Linked DNA regions of Zea mays: all the other regions are linked to region 2. Evidence: chromatin contacts called from public Hi-C data. All regions are on one chromosome and are shown on one strand. Each heading gives the region's core, a stretch centred on a gene start, on an enhancer-like site or on the middle of the called end of the contact. The rest is flanking DNA. Distances are from core to core; before and after follow the strand shown.

Region 1 (4,448 bases), core at 893-3,392, 280 kb after region 2:
TTCTATGGGATATGGTAGTTATTGTTCTTAGATTTTCTTGTGGTTAAATAGAAAACATATCTACAAATCAATCGAGATGTTGTAACCCTACCCTATGGACTATATACGACGAGGTAGAGAGCCTCCGATCGACATTGTGACATACTCAGTGCTATGCTGCATAGACAACTAGTCTTAGACAACACCTTATAAACTCGAGCATATAAGATAAGAGATTTATTTGCAATTGGACGTATGATATCCTATAACTAAACCAGTATAAGTTTACTTCACGTTTGTTGTCCTTCTAATTCCTTGTATCTGATAAAGTGATCTTTGTTATCAGAGCAAATAGTTTCCTCAGACCGTTTGGTCAAAATACTAAGACAACCAATTAAGCAGAGGCGGATTTGGGCCCCGGGCCACCTGGGTTGTGGCCCGGGGCGCAGCCCAAAAGCCCTCTTGTATATAGGTTTTTTTAGCTAAAAAATCTTGGTTAAAATATATTTCAGCCTAAAAATGTGGTCCAAAAGACCTCCTGCTTGCAGCGATTGAGCCTGGCACTGGCGGCCTTCCTCAGTCGCTCAAGTCACGAGAACACAGGCTCTTCCAATTATTTCGTAAACATGTGTGGCTGAACTTCCTATGTTGCCAGCGGCACGACCGCCTCCCTCAAGTCCTTTATCATTCTCCACGCCTTTGGGATCCACAGATCTGGCAAGGGCATAAGCCAGCAACCTTCGAGGTAGCCGGGGGGCTCTGACTCAGGCATCTACCACCGCAAGTCCGCCTCCAGCCTCCCTGCAACCCTGCAGCAGCGACGCGCGCGCGGCCTGCACTGGCACCACGCCACCACCCATGCAAATCCGCCCCTACCATTACATCTTCTCCCAAGCTATACAACTTCCTCAATCTGATTCTCTTTTTTCTTATTCATAGGCGAGGGCGGAGCGCTTCCCTGGCCAATGGGCAGCGACTGTCTGCTGCCATGTGCCCGTGATTCTCCCCTATTGTGAGTAATTATTCCTGAATGTCTGGTCCCCTTTCCCTACCTGTCATAGTTCCACTGAATTGTTTTAAATGTTACTACCCCGTTATTAAATTTGTAGAGTGACCCGGTGCGTTAATTTTATGGAGCTCCGCCACTGCAATTAAGTGCGTAGATTTTAAACCTTGAACCTACCTAACATAGGTTCCCATCTCACTTATCAAGAATCAAACTTTAAAATTTTGATTGGATATTTTTGTATTATCAACATTTGTATCTCTAAATACATCTGTTACAAAAAAAAAATATAATAAATGTAGTGCTAGTTATTACACATCATAAAATATCAAAGAAATTTTATAAGTTTAGTTAAATTTTAAAAAAAATAAAAACAAAATGTGCACTTATTTGAGAACTCAGTTGGTTTGGACCTAGGGCAGCGTTCGCAGATACGACTGCACGAATCAGTGTAGCGGCCATGGCCATGGCACCAGAGAGGAATACTAGACCTGAAGATACTCCAGATGTTGAGTCGTTCACGTGAACGGTAGGAGCTAGCTGCAGCGAATCGGAGGGTGCAGTGCAGGTCGCAGGCGGCAGATGGGATCGGAGACTGTGACGCGTGATGACCTCAGGACGGAATGTGAGCTGAGCATGTGTCTACATCGATCTTTGGACTACATGCATGAACAATGCCTTTTGCTTGCATGGCCCGTTGAAAGTGAAACTGAAAGTTGGAGAGCTTACGATATTATTACTCCCCTTATCCTCGCATAATTGACGCAATAATATTTATATCAGTTAATTTTTTTAGTTTTATTGAAAAAAAATTATTAACAATATTTACATCCTAAAAAGTTTAAAATAAATTTAAAGATTTACAACATGCATGTAGTACACGTCGCGAGCAGTAATTTCCCTCTTTCTCTTTCGATATGATACCACCGTTATTCGTGGACTGGGGAAAAGATAAATCCAGCAGAGCTAGCGAGAAGACGAGTTGTTGCGTCTGCGTCATGGATCGTCTCGGTCCTGCTCCTGCACTAGGCAACAGGTGTCTTTATTTCGCGGCCAGTCGAAGAAATGGATATCCGGCCATGCATGGATTGGACTTGGACCACCACTAGAAGCTTTATGTGCATGGCGCCAAAGAAGGGCACCGATATACAAGTGACGGATCGTCGGCGCGCGCTGCCCGGCCATTTGCATGCCTGCGTCATGCGTCGTATGCATGCATAGGTAGATCAGATGGCCCCAGATTTGGCCAAACTGTGGATGGCTACATATGTCCAAGCCACGAGAAGCTGTCCCGTCGTCGATGGCGTACGTAGCTACAGTATAGCAGGAGCAGCCAAGCCGATCGAGCAGACGAGGCCTCTCTGTCTGTCTCTCTCTCTCTCTCTGCCTCCTCGCACCGCACGCCACCGTCCCTCCCTCCTCCGCTCCGTCGTCTCGCTCCCGCTCTCTCTGCCGTCGTTTGCCGTGCCGTGCCGCGTGTGCGCGCCAACTGCCAAGTATATGCATGCGCGCGCACGTAACCTAACGCTCGATCGACCGGCCGTGTCCGCGCCTGATGCCTGCCTGCCTGCTCTGCGTCGTCGTCGTCGTGCGTGGCCATCCATGTGCGCGGCGGCAGGCACGTACACGGCACCGGCGCGCGGTGCATGCACGCGTGCTGCATCAAATAAGGCCGGCCGCGACCGGGGTACGTGTAGATAGTACGTGCGCTTGTAGAAAGCTTGCTGGATGCATATGCATAGGAGATAGGAAAAGCTAGCTAGATACCAGCCAGGCACTCCTATCTCCAAAGTCCAAACTCAATACTTCCTGAAAAATTCTTCTTACCACAGAGAAATTAAAGTAATCATTTTTACCTCCTTGTTGGAACTACAAAATTCCATTCGAAAAACTCGTAGCCTGCCTGATGGACTTGTAGGACTTCTGGAGGCCGGAGGCGAAAGAGATATGCAGGCAGATAGCATATACTGGGTACGCAGCGCTGGGGATTGCAAGGTGCAGTTGCATCACTCACACCGTCACACGCACAGTCACATGAGCGGGCCGCATCATGACCTCGTCATCGTGTGCTCACCACCACTGCTGCCTGCCTACCAGTACCAGCAGGCTCCACAGCTCAGCTCGATCGTATCACTCACACGCACAGTCACATGCATGCGTGCACTCACCTGTCAGTCACAGCTGCTGCGGCCTGCGTACGGATCGATGCGCGCGCCGGCCCGTGTATTGCAACTGCAGTTGCAGCTTGCGCGGCAGCGTATAGTAGGACTACTCGGTGCGTACCAGTAGTACCTGCAGTGCAGTGCTGGCTTTGGCCTGTGTGTGCATGTGCATGTGCATGTGTGGTCGTGTAATAAGCCTGGTACTACTACACGTACGTTACGTACCCACTGTCAGCTGACATATATGCATGGCCTACTTATGGCGCTACTCCGATGATATATCGATACATGAAACACGCGCGCAGCCTGCCTGCCATGCGCACACGCAGTCGTCGCGACGCACGGAACGAGACTTCGCTTAGCACGCTGCGTCACGTATTAGACGTGCCGATCGATGTGTGCTAGATCGTCGGACAGACACGCATGCATGCAGGGTGGTGCAGCTAGCAAGGTGTAGTAGCTAGCACTGCTAGTAGGGCACCGTGGTCGTGCCGGGCCGTCTGGTCATGCACGTAGGTTTACACGCCCTGCTGGCGCTGCTGCGGCATCGCATGCCTTCTCTGATTCCTCCTAGTCTCCTTGCAATTTGTACGTACGGTGCCTTAATTCTGGTGCATATCGTCCCATTTTGGATACATCATTAGTAATCAGTAACAAGCTATATTACTTTCCCGTTCCAAAATAATCCCACATCTCGCTTAGCTTTTTGGCAACTCAACTTTTTAAAAGTTGACTGAATTTATTCAAAAACAAAACTAAGGGCACATGTACAACCCTGATGCGGCGGTGGCAGTTAAAAGACTGCGTGATATAACCCTAAGACACTAGACCAATATGTATGTACGAATAATCATGTAGAGACACGCTCTTCGCGAATAGACTATCTCTTATATATTTTTCAATTAACCTCTAGAAACACCTCAAGGGACTTCATGTTAAATGGGGTTGTACATACCCTAACATGCACCTATGATGATATGATGTATAACTATCACTAAATCGATCAGATAGTATAATTTCATATAAATGTATCAGCATATATGGATGTTGATACTGTTTTTGATCTCTAGTTAAACTCAAATACGTTTGACTCGTACAGAAGCGAGACAGTATGTTTGTCTTTGGATGGGAGGTACCGTGTAAAGCTAGCAAAAGCTACCCCCTTCATCCCAATAAATCAACATCTATGATATAAAATGAGCATATTGTGAAATATATTCTATGATATGTCTAAATCTAATTATACTAATTTAATGTTATAAACTTTGATAGATTTTTATTTTGAAAAAAGAGTTAAAGTT
Region 2 (4,771 bases), core at 1,262-3,761:
GCTCAAATGAAACATGAATCATTGTAATTGTTTGGAACGTGTTTGAACAACTATCCCACCGAAACAAATTATATCTATATGGTATATGGAAACCATATATAGCAACTTACAGGCACCTATATTCGCTGAGGAATTTATGAATTAAACTAAAAAATTAAATCGCCTAGCTAAGTTCATAACAATACAGAGTACGTACTGTGAAAGTACATGTACAACAATACACGACCTACCCCGCATGCATGCATGTAGCATGTACGGGGAAGCCAAACAGTGGACGAGGGCACGTGCGCGTGCGTACGTGCATGCACTGTACCGCAGCGTGTGAGATGACGCGACGACGGTACAACAAGCTAGTTTGGCCGGTGTCTGCCGCCGCGCGCACGCATAGCGCATGACACTGCACAGCATGCTACTCTCTGCACTCCACTCCACGTCTCCACGCACGTACATGTACAGCTAGCAGCAGCTAGGGGCAGCACCGCAGCAGTACGTATAGCAAGCATACCGCAAGTCGGCCGGCCGGGCACGGCACGCACTCTCGACGAACTGGACTGCGCATGGCCACCATGCATATGGATATGGGCAGTAGTGTGCACGCACGCACGCATGCGTCCACGTCCAATGTGTTCCATCGATTTTGACCACACCCTCTATCCCGTCTTCTCCTAGGCGGACAGTGTTCATCGCGTACAACAACAACAACAACAACACCAACAAAAGCAATAAGTTGAGATCGGTCGTGGGCAGTGTTCATCGATCGTCATCCAAAGCTACTGGCTACTCCAGTCAGTGTCTCCAGTAATTACTGAGCTGCAACCACCGTACCATGCTCGAACCAGCCTTCCTAGGCCCAGATGGTCCACATGCAAGCGCGCGCGCGGACAGCAGCAGAGCACAGGCCAGGAAGATGGGGGTGAAGAAGACATGCACGGACGAGTCCTGACGCACGGCCCCTCCGTGCGTGCATGGTGCCCCTGCCCACTTGTCCATTGCCCAGACCCCAGCCCAGAGCCAGCCAGCCAGCCAGCCAGCCAGCCAGCCAGCCAGAGCGGGTAGCTCCGAATTCATGAACTTGTCGACGTCTCGCTCTCGACAACCATGGACCACCACCTGCATGCAATGCGAGAGCTTAGTACTATCCGTGTATATTAATTAACTTTGCCAGGACGGTGCTGCATGCGTACGGTGCTGCATGCGTGCGTGCGTACATGCATGCATTCCATCAGCAACGTTGTTCGTCGTCCAATCCAGTTTCCCGGTCGTCGTCGTATGGCTATCGGGAAAAAAAGAAGTCATTGTGCATGCATGTACGTACGTATATGTATGTCTCTGCGCTGTTTCATGACACATGCATGCCCAGGATCACCGTGCTGCGCGTATAGTACAGAACAAAGGACCCTTTTTTGTATTTATAGGGTCGTGCGCGAGATCATCACTAATACATATGAATCGTGCTTTATACAACTAGACGGAAGAAGTTGGAATGAATAGGCGCTAGAACAAAATTTGCTGCACAAGCCCGCGGTGAGAGAAAAGTCCGGTGACAGATTCAGAATATATATGCTATCAGCTATTGGGAGAAGTTTACGCGCATCAAACTTGGCCAAGAATCTCTGGACAAGGGACCTGCTACTGCAACTGCAAGGAGGAAGACAGAGGCGTACTAAAATACTTTTGCGCGGCATGTGGTCGCCGTGCCTCAGTAGAAATGACAGAAAGCATGGAAATGCCACCGCCCCCCCCCGTCCGTCCACACACAAGGGTCGAATCGAGGAGCTGTACTAGTACTGCTTGGCTGCTTGCTACAGCAGTCTGCAAGCAACCGCTGTTCTAAAAGAAAGGAAAGGAAAGGAACGAACCGCCCAAACGTGTGTAGGCCCGCCTTTTGCAGACTGGCTGGCCCGTCAAAGGCCTGTGGCACTACATGGTTTGGGCCTTCTTTTTTTTGTGTTGCTAGCCGCCGGGGTCAAGTTCCGTCTCTTTCTCCTTCCAATCCCCCCCCCCGCTAGTGTGTAGCGATTCTGCTTCGTGCTTACGTCATCGATGACCCATTCCCGGTGCAAGAACAAATGCGCCGTTGGCCTGGCCCGCATGACTTCGAGCTGATTATCGTGCGTGAGTCATGACCTGCCCGGGCGGAGGGAGGCGCGGCGCAACGGACTTCATGCTGCCACCCGCCGACCCGCACCTCACCGGCTCACCTACACCCTCCTCTTCGTTCGTCTCTTATCCATGCAATGCATCGTCTGACCTTGCCTTTTGTCTTTTACAAACACTGCCATCAGCAAATCATGCTATTTTTATGCCGTCACGTTTCATGCAGCTATGTGTAAATAAATAAAACGTATATAACGCATTTTAATCATAGATCCCCGACGCAACAACAATTGCAGCCACACCCCCGCGGAGCCATCACCTTTCACTCTAATTAGAAACATCGACCTGCTCAACCCACCGAGGAATATAGACTGTTTTTTTTTCTATGTGGAAATACCAAGTAGTAGTGCCAAACGCTAAAAGGGTATGCATCTTAATTGATGAGCTGTGAGGGTGCAATCTACAAGAGTGCGGGTTCGCGTTCAGTCCAAGCTGAACATAAACGCAACGCAAGGCCCCTCGACGCAGATACCGCGCTCAGGAGCATTCGAGAAGCCGAAGAAAATTCGAAGACGAGGACCAGCTACACTGCGGACGGACTTCGGGCATGGAGGGCCAGTTCCAGGTACCGGCAATTCTCTGTCCTAAATCCATTCCCGTGTTCTTGTTCTTATCCTCGTGAGGCATCGAGGAATCGGGCGCCAGGAAAAAAAAATCATTGCTCTATTTCGGGCGTGTTGTTGTTGTTGTTGTTGTTGTTGATGATGATGATGCTTGGCCCTGGATACATGGGACTTACAATCCCTCCCCCGCATACTCGAGATGTTGGAGACTGTCCGCGCCGAATTAAACTTAGATTTGATCCGTCCCTTTCGGTTAGTTGGTTTCCCGGTTAGGGATTCGAAGCATGCGATCCCTTTCGATTAGTTGGTTTCCCGGCTAGGGATTCGAAGCATGCGAAAGTCGGATCTTGGAATAAGACCAGCTCTTGAACATGTGTTCTCAGTTCTCACCCGAGAAATTACACCCTGTACGAGTAATCGAATACATAGAAGGTGCAGTGATAGCCTTCTAAGTTAAATGGTCGGAGTTATTGAAAATTGTGATTTGGTTATTATCACACAAAAATCTTCGCACGGCCGTTACCGTACACGCACAAGTCCTGTTTCTTGGGAAGTTGCAGTGATAGCATAAACGGCTTCTTCTATGGATTGAAGTGCAGCAGTCCTGCGGCTCTGCAGCCGAATAAGCCGTATAATTTAGAGAGCATTTGGTTCTCACGATTTTCACTTGGGTTACTTGTTCTAGTCTTTTATACTGTATATAATTTAGAGATCGTTTGGTTCTCACGAATAATGAGTATCCGGTTGACAGAACCGAACACAGCTAATTTTTTTTATCTTGGATATCGTGCTCCAAAGAAACTATCCACCGTTACGAAGCTCTGAGTGGATTGTCTCGGTTTACGTGCGTGGTTGGGATTCTTGTAATAACCAAACACGGCGCCGTTCCATCCCTGAGTGGATTGTCTCGGTTTACCTTAAAAGGCATCCTATTATGTCGTACAAGTACAACTATGTTTCTTGTGCTCAATTCAGACTAGGTCTGTCAATACCATAAGCATAAATCCCTGAGATCGATCCTAGTAGGTTAATGTCCTGTGTCCTCACTGCCAGATGAACACATGGATTGTAGCCTTGAACAGTGTGAGAATAGTAGCTCAATATGTATTTTGTAGTTTTAGTTGGGCCTTTTTTAAGGCAGCGAGAATGTTTGACGACCATTTGGGTCTTATGGGTGTTTGGTTCCTACCTCCTAAACTTTAGTCAAACTTTTAATTCCTAAACTGCCAAACAATATGACTAAAGGAGGCCTCTCAAATATAAATTCTAGAGACTAAAGGTTAGTTCCTAAAGTTTAGCAGGGTGACTAAAGAACGAAACACCCAATATGACTAAAGGAGGCCTCCCAATATGACGACTTTTAAAGCAAACTAGTAGAGTGCCCCGTGCCTCTGTGGCCCCCTGTGTTCCACAGCAAATATGATGGTTATTTCGTGTTATTACTAAGCTTTGTATAGTATTTCTTTTATAAGTCATATATCTCTGTGCTTGTTTTAGTTTTAGAATTGCGATTCATACAAAATGGGTTGCGATTTTATACTGCTTGGTCATGGCTCTTTTTTTCGGCAGCTACTTGGTGTTGTTTTGTTGGGTCCAACGTGGACTAGGTTCGTTCAGATTGTAGAAAGATATCAATGAAATCAATCCTAAGAGCTCAGTGTATTGAGCTGCCTTGGTTGAATTCTAGTGTTGACTGATCCAATATGCATAGCTCAATTTGTCCTATTCTCTTTTATGCACATGTCATAATTCTGCATTGGCTATGAGTTATGGCATCATAAATTTTGATGCATACATTTCACAACATGCTATTGGGTGGTCATGGTTCCTTTGTCTGAACATGCTTGTGCTTGCCATATTATGCATTCCGACATTATATCGTTGAATGGTTATTTCCATCATAGGTTGGCAAGGAGGAGGTCATCCAAGCATGGTACATGGACGACAGTGAAGAGGACCAGAGGCTTCCTCATCATCGTGAGCCCAAAGAATTCATTCCTCTCGACAAACTTTCCGGTTTGTACATGCCCTGCTCTAGTCCTGAGCCCATA
Region 3 (4,895 bases), core at 2,122-4,621, 330 kb after region 2:
ATTTATGCTATATGTATAAGATATATTTACGATCCACACATATACACAACAAAATAGGAATTTAGAAAAAGATAACCGCTCTAAGAAATGAGGTCATTTATCACGATTCCATAAATCTCGCGTATTCCGATCCATTTCCTTTTGAACTCACATTACGCAGTCTACCATAGTGCATAAATAACTTCATCGTGTAGTATAATTAGTATCACTATATATTATAAACTGGTTCTAACGATGTTTGATGCATGGATGTTGGAGGAATCCTATATTTATGGATGAACTAAACCATTTAAATCAGAGTTTTTTTTTGTTTACATACATGTTTTCGTTATGAAATAGATCGATGATTTACACTAAAATTCATACCCATTTACGTTGTTTTGGTTCACGTTTTATGCTGAAATCTGCCTGAGCTCCCACACACGGTTAGCTCCATATCTTCTGTTCCTATATATACGGTAACTTCCAGCTTTGTGGGCGCGCTAATCACGGTGGTGTGTGGACCCACCTGAACGAACCAATGAAATGTTTGTTGCTGCTATCATGTTATGCAAGTCTGAACCATTAAATATGGTAGCATAAATACGAGTAGGAACCAATTACCCTTCCAGCGAACATGACGCTGGCCCACCTTCTCCCATCCAAACTCAACCCCACCACGTGCGCACCTTGTGTTTACGCAAAACATAACACGTGTTTACACATGCATAAACGTGCCCCACAATTGGGCGGACGCCCATGACCCACTGGCCCGACCTGACCATGCGTGTGACCACTACCCTGGCTGGGGCTTCACATGCCTATCGAAAGACCTAGGCTTCCATTACCGACAATATATATATATATATATAAAATTTAAAATAAAAATATAATCACGTTTGAACCTATATAATATATATAAATTGTAGCGATGTAGGATAACTAACTAGTTAATAATTGTAGAAAAGGGTTTCAATCCTGGCCAGTGGCCACGGTGGCCCAATGATTCACAGTTCCATAGCCGGCCTAGTCGTTGTCGACGGGCCCAAATTGACGCCGGGCCTGAGGCCACGAGCACCTAGAAGGACCGTAGGAGCCCACTTGTCATGGCAGTGTGGTTATGTGCCACCGCATGAGATGAGAGACCTACTACAGTCATCCACAATCAAGCCTCTCGTCAAGTCTCGTCTACTGTAGGAAAGGCGAAACCACACCTGCGCGCTCACAAGATCTGTCGGCTCTCTCTCTCTCTCTCGCTCTTGATTACAAAAAAAAAAAATGTTCGCGACCAGCTCCATCTTTCTCAAAAGATAAATGAACTCCATCCACCTCTTGACGCATGTTCTTCTTTGCACCAGTGACCCAGTGCCGGATCAGCATGCCTCGGATCAAAAAAGGGTCGCGTCGCCAGCCAGTCGCGCTACACCATGGCCTGGGCCGAACCAGGACGAACACATCTGCAGTGCAGCGCAGTACAGGACAGCGGAGGCGGATGGCGACGATAATTTCCTGTGCGATGATTCTTTCTTCCGCGGACAAGTGCGTCCCGCGTTTTGGTGTCGTTGCACAGCTTTGGATCCGAGCGAAGGGGAGGGGGGGTGGCCCACGCCACGAGCGAGAGTCACAAGCGTACCTGCGGACCAACCAGGAGAATCCTTGATACAAAGCTTATCTGACGGACGGCCGGGGAGGTTACACCTAACATGAATCCCGGATGGGGGGAGAGGGACCACCAGCGGACGATGGCGTAGCCCGCCCCCTCCGGCCTCCGTCCATCCCGGTCAGTCGCTCGCACGCAAACGCAAGCGCAATGATCCGGTACGGTGCTGATCTTTTCCCCATCTGCCGGGCCGCGGCGTACCAAGCAGGCGCATGCACAGCAGCTACGTACGTACGCGCACCATGAGCGCGGAGAGCACCCCCCAGGCCCAGCAGCAGCACAGCAGTAGGCGGACCCGACCCAGTCGAGGCGACGCCGACGCCGACGTGCCGCCCACCGCGCCCGGTCACGCTCGGCATGCAGCAGCAGCAGCAGCAGCTAGCAGGCCCATGATTCCGCCCCGGGCGGGTGAAATGATCGAGCGACCTACCACGGCTGCGTCGCTTCCTGCCTGCCACTCGAGTTCATTGCTTGCTCGCGCAGGGCGGGGGACCGGGGGCAAGCGCCTTGTCGCCTATTGCCCTATTGCCGAAGCAAGCGACGCCTATTGCCCTATTGCCTGCCCGGGGAAAACGCGGTGCTCCCCTTCCCCACGGCTCACGCGTCGCTCGCTTCGCTTGTGCGGCCGCAGCTGGGACGGGATAACCACAAGACAAAAACCACCGGGACACACCAAGGCGCTCAGGCGGCATGGAATGGAATCATCCATTCCGTGTGCGTGCAGCCAGCGGCGCTATCCTTCCTCCCCCCCCTTGCTGCCTTGCTGTTTGCTGCTGCACGATTCGCTGCTGGATCCGTGGGCAAGCAAGCTAGCGCCGGGCCACAAGCTTCCGCAACCGATTGGTTCTGGGCGCCGGGGCGGGGGCTTCGGCTTCGGCCTTCGGCCAACCTGCCTGCCTCCTACCAGTATCCATGGCTCCGGTCATTGCAACCCCGGCCCGCCCAACCTGCCTGACTCCCATCGAAGCTTGGACGCCAAGCATTGCCGCCGCGTCCCCTGTCACCGGCTCACCGCGCTTGCCTCCCAGTTCCACGATCAGTGGGCGTGGATACCAAGTACATATATTATGATTAAACGCTGGACATTACTTTCTTCGCCTGCATGTTTGCTGAACGAAGGGCGTTTCGTTTCTAGAGAAAGATATCGATTGATGAGCCTTCGTTACTAGTACATATTACTAGTATATAGTAGTATATTACTCCAACAACAAACACACGTCGAGGTAATGACGCCTCTCTTTCATCATCACTAACTGGAGCAATAATTGGAGCACCACAAATACCTTTAAACAAATATCAGTGTTATATTTTTTTAAAAAAAAGAAGAAGTACGGAGTATATATAAAACTACTGCTATCAGTATTGATCTGACCTGGCCCCACAGGAAAACGCGCCTACCACCTCCCGCCCTGGTAGTAGTCTGCATTCTGCAAAAGATCTGCACAGCACAGGCATGCGGGCTGGTCACGCCGATCGGTGCCGCGGCCGCCGTCTCCCCCCACCCTGTCACCTGATAAATACCCAAACCACCCCTGCTCTCCGGAGACATCAGCGGCTTTGCCACTGCACGCAGCGCGCCACGCCACTACAGGCCACGAGAGGGCAGCTAGGTCGTTTCGCACGGGAGACCACACCGCGGTGGACACGTAGGATAACGTTCGCGTTCCCGTCCGGCACGTCACCGGCCGCGCCTCCTTTAAAACCCGGTCCCCCTCCTCGTGTTCTTCTTCCCAACAGATCAAGCCTAGCAGGAAATAAAAATCTGTAAGAGAGAACAAAAAAAAAGGAGTCAATCGCCGGCGACGGGTACGGGTGTGTACGCCTGAGGCGATCGGCAGAGAAGACCGAGACCGACGGCTCCAGTGCCGCTGTGCCACTGCCAGTCTGCCACAGCCAGCCGCCTAGCTTGATCCGCCTTTTGTGCTGTGCGGATATGAGGGCCGCGCAGATCGATCCGTCCCCCGCGGCGCCGCCCAAGTCGCGGCTGAAGCGCCTCTTCGAGCGCCAGCTGCTGCGGGTCTCGCCGGCCGAGCGCCTCCCGTCGGCGCCTCCCGGTGGCGGGGACAAGGATGAGCTGCCGGAGCCTAGCTCGCTGTGCCTGGACGGCATGGTGCGGAGCTTCCTGGAGGACGGCGGCGGCGGCGGCGGAGCCGAGCGGGCGGCAGCGGCCGCGCGGTGCTGCAACTGCTTCCACGCCGGCGACACCTCCGACGACGAGGACGGCCCGGCTGCCGCCGACGCCGCGGCCGCTGACATCGCGGAGACAATCAAGGTAGTCGGCGCAGCAGTACAGTACAGTGCTGCCGTACTGGTGGCTTCTTTCTGAATTGTTAGCGTCCTCCTTCCCGAGGGAGACTGAGGACCTCGCGTGCGTGCAGGGGCTCGTCCACTGCGCCAGCCTCCGGGAGCGCAACCTGCTGGCCGACGTGTCGACGCTGGTGGAGCGCCACCGCGCGTCGGGGGCGCGCAAGCGCGACCTGCTCCGCCTGCTGGCGGGGTCCCTCCGCGCGGCGGGCCACGACGCCGCGGTCTGCCTCTCCCGCTGGGACAGGTCGCCGTCCCACCCCGCCGGGGACCACGCGTACCTGGACGTGCTCCTCCCGGCCGCGTCGGAGCGCGCCGGGCGCGAGCGCGTGCTGGTGGACGTCGACTTCCGGTCCGCCTTCGAGGTGGCGCGGCCCACCAAGGCGTACCGCGCCGTGCTGCAGCGTCTGCCGCCGGTCTTCGTCGGGCGGGACGACCGCCTGCGCCTCCTCGTGGCGGCCGCCGCCGACGCGGCCCGCGCCAGCCTCAAGAAGCGCGGCCTCCACCTGCCGCCGTGGCGCAAGCCCGAGTACATGCGCGCCAGGTGGCTTTCCCCCTACGACCGCGAGGCTCCGCAGCCCGAGGCCAGCACCGGTGAGCTCGCCGGCGACGGCGAGGGAGGTGGGCCCACTGCTTAATCACCGAGGTCGTTTTTGGAATTTCCTTTTTGCTCTTGCCCTTGGGGAATTTGCCGTGTGGTCCTTGTGTGCGTACAGGGACTAGACGCGAATGTCCTGCTCTGTTTGTTTTTTTCCCTTTTCACCCTTTTGATGGGGGTGTCTGTTTCGCCGCGCCGGAAGTCGTAGTACTGTAGTAGTAGTAGCTAGTGCTGGTAATGATGGAGAAGAGAAAGGACACACCAAAAAAAATTGCAGCTTTATTAGATTGATGATGAGGTAAAAGAAAAAGGAGATTCCGGACAGAGACCCGTCGTTGTTCCAGGCAGCGGAAC

The links. Hi-C and Micro-C count contacts between places; a contact is called where the count stands out from the background.
Region 1: a Hi-C map of endosperm shows a contact between it and region 2, with 1.7 times the contacts expected there. The contact joins the enhancer-like site here to the promoter of LOC100216585 in region 2. A contact is called at or near these places in 2 of 25 Hi-C or Micro-C datasets (ear and endosperm).
Region 3: a contact with region 2 is called in a Hi-C map of tassel, with 2.7 times the contacts expected there. The contact joins the promoter of LOC100284467 here to the promoter of LOC100216585 in region 2. A contact is called at or near these places in 3 of 25 Hi-C or Micro-C datasets (ear, endosperm and tassel).

What each region holds. Positions count from the first base shown.
Region 1 is chr1:12,897,984-12,902,431 of Zm-B73-REFERENCE-NAM-5.0, forward strand. No RefSeq gene overlaps it. Among protein-coding and RNA genes, the nearest start is that of LOC100273753, 18 kb to the right of the region's middle. Within about 2 kb of position 2,143, at least 18 of the 20 cell types and tissues checked have an H3K27ac peak or open chromatin away from gene starts, as enhancers often do. A contact at or near this core is called in ear and endosperm, where this site is marked.
Region 2 is chr1:12,614,653-12,619,423 of Zm-B73-REFERENCE-NAM-5.0, forward strand. LOC100216585 reads left to right here and starts at 2,512. Exons shown (of 7, transcript NM_001326534.1): 1 at 2,512-2,722; 2 at 4,625-4,736. The coding sequence starts at 2,705.
Region 3 is chr1:12,943,673-12,948,567 of Zm-B73-REFERENCE-NAM-5.0, forward strand. It overlaps LOC100284467, which reads left to right and starts at 3,372. Exons shown (of 2, transcript NM_001371998.1): 1 at 3,372-3,911; 2 at 4,018-4,895. The coding sequence starts at 3,573. The coding sequence ends at 4,581.